Regions from separate parts of the Columba livia genome. Here region 2 is linked to region 1. Evidence: chromatin contacts called from public Hi-C data. All regions are on one chromosome and are shown on one strand. Each heading gives the region's core, a stretch centred on a gene start, on an enhancer-like site or on the middle of the called end of the contact. The rest is flanking DNA. Distances are from core to core; before and after follow the strand shown. Region 1 overlaps PRKCE (protein kinase C epsilon). Region 2 holds the start of PRKCE (protein kinase C epsilon).

Region 1 (2,699 bases), core at 58-2,557:
GGAATACCAATTCTCAGAAGAGAAATTTTAGACCCTTTTTGGCCTATGAAGTTTTCCTTTGCACTTTGGGGGTTTCTTGGCTCTGTTGTAGGTGAGGTTTTGTTCTGTGTAGGTTTTTGTTGTTGTGGAGGGTTTTTATGTGATTTTTTTCCCCCCCTAGACTTCTTTTAAAAGTAATTTTTAGGTATTCCCTAGACAGACTGTGTCCCAGGTGACATAATAATTAGGCTTAGTTTCTGAGCTGTTTTGTTTAGTGATACACATGTGAACATGGGCATTAAAGTAACCTTCAAAATCTGGGCATTTTTATCTGTTCTCAAAAAATCTCTTCTGCTACCAAGTATCCTACTAAGATCACCATAATGGTCTGTTATTTTCTGTCTTTCTATTCTTCTTTTTAAACTTGTAAGGCAAAAATTTATAGTTTTAATTTTTTCTTAATCTCAACAATTTTTTAACCTGAATGGGAAAAATATGGGAGCCCTCTGGTGGCTGCTCCAACATCTGCAGATGTCCCTGCAAATGACAGCATAAAACATGAGGTTGGTTACCAATCTGCCACCAAAGTGGGAAAAACCCAAGATGCATGCTTATTCTCAAATGCAGTCAGTTTAAATACTATTAGTCACACTTCTGATAATATTTTAGCTTCTTCAGTTGCTACCAGTTTTCTATAATAATTGCAATTTAAATAAAAATTCTGAAACCCTTCTATCTATATGTATTGTTTACAACATTATTTGCATGTATCACTGGTTTGTATGTGCCTATGGCAAGGTCTTGGGGAAGAGATGCCCATTCGTGTGAATTATGAACCCCCTCCACCTGAGGTCATCCCAGCTTATTAGGGAGACACAACCACAGCCCAAACCCTGACCTTTGCTGGTGAAGCGCACTACATAATGCAGTCCTCTGTAGTTTTATTTGTTATTTTGCTTTCCTGTAAGGCCCTGGCCCGTGCCCTGAGGGCTATTCTGTTTGAGGATTTCAGAAAAATCAAGGCAAAGAACACTTGCATGTCATGTAAAAATAAAGGGATTCAGCTTGCTTATTGTTTCAGATGGTTGGAGAGGCTAACAATTTTGAGAAATGAGCGAGTTATTTAAGATACAGACAGGACTGTTATGCTCTCTTTCTCCCTTGGGTACTCTTGGATTCAAAGTGTACATACATGGTTTCACTAGCTGGAGGAAAAGGAATCAAATGCCTCTGGAACCAGTTATATAAAAGCAAAAAAGCTCTTACTGTCTTTAAACGTAAGGAGTGGTTTTGGGGAAAAAAAATTACCTTATTTTTTTTTTACCAAGGTTCAAAAGAAATTAAATTATTTCCTATTTATCCCTTATCAGTGGGTTTGGTTTTTTGGTTTTTTGTTTGTTTGTTTGTTTTCGTGGGTTTACTTTTTTTTTTTTTTTTTTTTTAAAGATTGCAGACCAAATCTACGTCTAAACCATTTTTTGGAAAAAAAAAAGTTATCTTTATTTTTTAGCTATGACAGCAATGTTGTATGGCCTGTCTGAAATCACACTGGACAGGTCTCCTGGATCAGAAGGTTGAAGCCTCTTCTGTTCAAGTCCTGGCGCCATCTCTTATCTACATTGTTCAATCTGATCAATCCCTATAAATCACTTAAGAGTTGCCAACTGGATGAAAGGAAAGGGAGGAGAAAGAAAAACCGTATGAAATACTCTAGTGTACATATTGGAAAACAGTAACTCTTTCACATTGAGTCTTTATGAGGGTTGTATTGCTCCACACAGCCAAAGCCTCAGGGTGCCTTGCCTTCTGCTCTTTTTTAATGTGTAAAAAAAGCACTTTTTCTGAAATAAGAGCATCTGTGGTGGGAGCTGCTGTAGAACAGCCGTTCCAACTTGCTTCTCCATGTAGACAAGCACTTACATTGTACTTGCCATCCTTTTTGGACCACTACAAAGCTCTCTTTCTTATAAACTTGGCAACTAAACATTTGGAAAAATTTAACTAATTTTGCCAGTTCAAAATATTTCTGGTGACTGTGCCACTCATAACAGTATCATAAGCAGATGAGACTTTGTTTTTTTCAGTGCTGTAGTAAGGTAGAACACCTCTCCAAATTTAGGAATTTGATTGTATACCAATACAATAGAAATAACCTTTTCCATTCCTCCTTAGTGTTCGATGCTGCTGTCCCAGCTCCAACTAAGTGTAACAATAGAGTATTTAGACAAAAAAGATATTTGCAATTGAATAATATGACTATTCTTCAAATTGAAAATGCAATGAGCAGACAAATCCAATCGTACTACTTATGACTTATGCATGGTGGCTGGTAGTGTTATTACATTAGTCTAATAGAGCTGACTGCTGAAAAATGTCATGAATTTCTGGGAATGTAAAATGTGGACTTCCTATGAATGATTTAAATTGGCATAGTGACAATACATCATTCCACACAAAAAATCCCAAATGTTTCTTCATGTCATTTAAATGATACTTGATTGTGCTGCTGGAAATTATTTTTCCTCTCCTCTGCCTCTCCTGAGTGTGCTGTGGTGGTGAATAATGTGTTCCAAAAGACCAAAAAGGAAGGAGCACAGGTAATAAGATTATTAGAAAGCCTCATGGTGAAACTAGAAGCATGAAGGGAAGTTCAGTTTTGTGGTTAGCAGTAATAGAAGCTAGAGCAAAATTCCAGAAACTGAAGGGGAAAAAAAGTGGTG
Region 2 (2,699 bases), core at 118-2,617, 140 kb before region 1:
CGGACCCAGGAAACCCAGATTCTTCTTTTTATGTTGCCCGAACCTTTGAAGCACTCTGGGTGCCAGCACTGGCCCTCAGCCAGTGGTATTATAGCGAATTCAAATCCCCTCATAGGGCAACGTCCATCCCTTTCCCAATGCCTTTCTCACAAAAGGCTGGTAAAAATCAGTAACTAAAATAAACAAGGCAACAATAATTTTTGCCAAAGGAAAACATCTAGATCCTGAGTATGTTTCTCTTGAGGAGGAGAAGGCCAGGCTGCACTACGCTTCCTGGTATTTTAACAGTGTTTGGTACCGCGGTAGTGAAACTGACTGAAATCTTGCATGACGTGTAGATAACGTTCAGTAACACAGCAAGCACACCCCTTCACCCTTTCGGAGTATTTTTCTTTTTCCCCTTTCAGCACCCTCGCCGTGTCCAGCCAGGGCCAGCGGGCAGGCGGCGGGCGCCGAGGGGCTGAGGTGGGGCACGTTGGGACCAGGTGATCCGCAGCGCGCCAAGGGGCCGCCAGCGACCCCCGCCCGGGCAGACCGCCGCTCAGCGGGGTTCTCTGCCGCTCCGGGCCGCCGCCCCGCGCAGCGCCTCCCGGCCGAGGGAAGCGCGGCCGCGGGCCGGGCCGGGCCCCGGGAGGCCGCCTATCCTGGCGGCGGCCGGCACTTCCCGGCGCTCTCGCACCGCGGGGAAACTCTTCCTCCGGGCCGGCCCCGCTGACGTAGCGGTGTCTGTGCCGCGGGGGCGGCGGGGAGGGGACGGGAGTGGGGGCGCCGGTTGGCGGCGCGGGCCGGGCCGGGAGCGGCGGGGGGGTCCTGGCGTCGGTGCTGTCACGGGAGGAGGGCGCGGGGCGGGCAGCTCTGCGGTGCCCGGTGCGGGGGAAGTCGCTACCGCGGGGGTAGCACGTCAATAAAGCCAGGCGGGCTATTTACGGCCCGGAGTGTTTCCACACTTGGGTCCCCACTTTATCCTGTGAGGAGGAAAGAAGGAGGGCGGCCGGGCGGGGCAAGGCCGTCGCGGACACCCGTCCGGCGGGTGTGGAGGGGCGGCGAGCGCGGCCCGCGGGGGTCCCGACCCCAAGGCCGGGCGGGCCGCACCGCGCTGCTCCCCCCGCCGGCAAAACTTTCTGCACACTAGCACACACACACAAACACGCACGCAGGGACGGGGCTGCCGGCGCGCACACACACACACACACACACACACACACACACACACACACACACACACACTGACGTCTTTTGCGCATTTCCTGCACTGGCGCGGGCGGCGGAGCGGCACCGGCAGGCGGGCTGGGGCTGCGGGCGGCGCGGAGGGAGGGAAGGAGGGAAGGAGGCGGCCGGCGGGAGGCGGGCGAGGGGCGGCCGGCGGGAGGGAGGGAGGGAGGCGGCGGCTCTGCCCATCGCCAGGGCGGCGGCCGCCCAGCCCGGAGCCCGCCGAGACCCGCGCGGCCCGCTCCGCTGCCGGCGCCCCCCAATGCGCGGGGGTCGCTGCGCTGGGTCCTTGGCCTGGGCGGCGGCGGAGGAGGAGGAGGAGGCGGCACAGGACGGGCGGCTCCGTGCTGCGGCGCGGATGGAAGGTCCCCGGCTGGATGTTTGCTGAGCGGAGGCTGTGCAGTAGGCAGGGCTGGTGGGTCGGCCGGTGTTTCTGATTTGTGTGTGTGTGTGTATTGTTGTGCGGCGCACGGGCAGGGCTGGCGTGTGCAGGAGCCTGGGGTCGCGGCTCTGCCTCCTCTGCAAAGACTGATCCAGGATTATGGTCTCGGTGAAGGGAGAAGGCTCTTGCTCACCCCAAGGATCTGTTATGCTCGGGTTTTGATTGCATTCGGGGGTTTCTGCAGCCGCGGACGCCTCCCCCTCCTCGGCGGCCCCCCTCCCTTGTTTTCCGTTAGAAACACGGGCGAGAAAATAAATGTATTCACTGGGTGTCGCAAGAGCAAAGGCTAAATAATCAAAGGTAACAGCAGCAGCAAAGCGAAGAGACCCGCACTGTATCCTGCTCGCCCATTCCCAGACCTGCCCTCCTATTTATTGGCGAGACCTTCCTCCCTCCCTCCTGGTGCGAGTGCGTTGTGTGAGTGTTTAATCTCGGGAAACGTGCAGCCATCCAGCCATGGTGGTTTTCAATGGCTTGCTGAAAATCAAGATCTGTGAGGCGGTGAATCTGAAACCCACAGCGTGGTCTCTGAGGCATGCGGTGGGTCCCAGGCCACAGACCTTTTTGCTGGACCCTTACATAGCCCTCAATGTGGACGACTCCAGGATCGGACAGACCTCGACCAAGCAAAAGACCAACAGTCCTGCTTGGAACGATGAATTTGTCACTGACGTTTGTAATGGCAGGAAGATAGAGATGGCTGTTTTCCATGATGCCCCCATTGGGTACGACGATTTTGTAGCTAACTGCACTATACAGTTTGAGGACTTGCTGCAGAACGGGAGCCGCCACTTCGAGGACTGGGTGAGTGTTCACGCTGTAGATACAGCCTGTACATATGCTTTTGAGTGCCATGGCCCTCGATGCAACATCTGTCTTGCAGAGCTGGGTTGCCAAGGGCATGTAATGGCTCTGAAGGCTTTTCGTTATTTCCACGCTTTGTTATATGGAGATAGTCATGGTTACTGTATATCTAATGCATGTGGTCTACAGGCAAGGGAGGAAAGAAAAATATGCTGAATCTAAGTAAGAGATGTATAATTACCGC

What was found. A called contact is a pair of places that touch in the nucleus more often than the background predicts.
Region 2: a contact with region 1 is called in a Hi-C map of crop, with 4 times the contacts expected there. The contact joins the promoter of PRKCE here to the enhancer-like site in region 1. A contact is called at or near these places in 2 of 2 Hi-C or Micro-C datasets (crop and liver).

Annotation. Positions count from the first base shown.
Region 1 is chr3:92,241,354-92,244,052 of bColLiv1.pat.W.v2, reverse strand. The region is part of intron 2 of PRKCE (protein kinase C epsilon); the gene reads left to right. It overlaps LOC135579105 (a long non-coding RNA gene), which reads left to right. Exons shown (of 2, transcript XR_010471562.1): 2 at 1-2,699. Among named protein-coding and RNA genes, the nearest start is that of PRKCE, 140 kb to the left of the region's middle. Within about 2 kb of position 1,307, at least 1 of the 3 cell types and tissues checked has an H3K27ac peak away from gene starts, as active enhancers do.
Region 2 is chr3:92,379,082-92,381,780 of bColLiv1.pat.W.v2, reverse strand. It overlaps PRKCE (protein kinase C epsilon), which reads left to right and starts at 1,367. Exons shown (of 15, transcript XM_005510783.4): 1 at 1,367-2,455. The coding sequence starts at 2,108.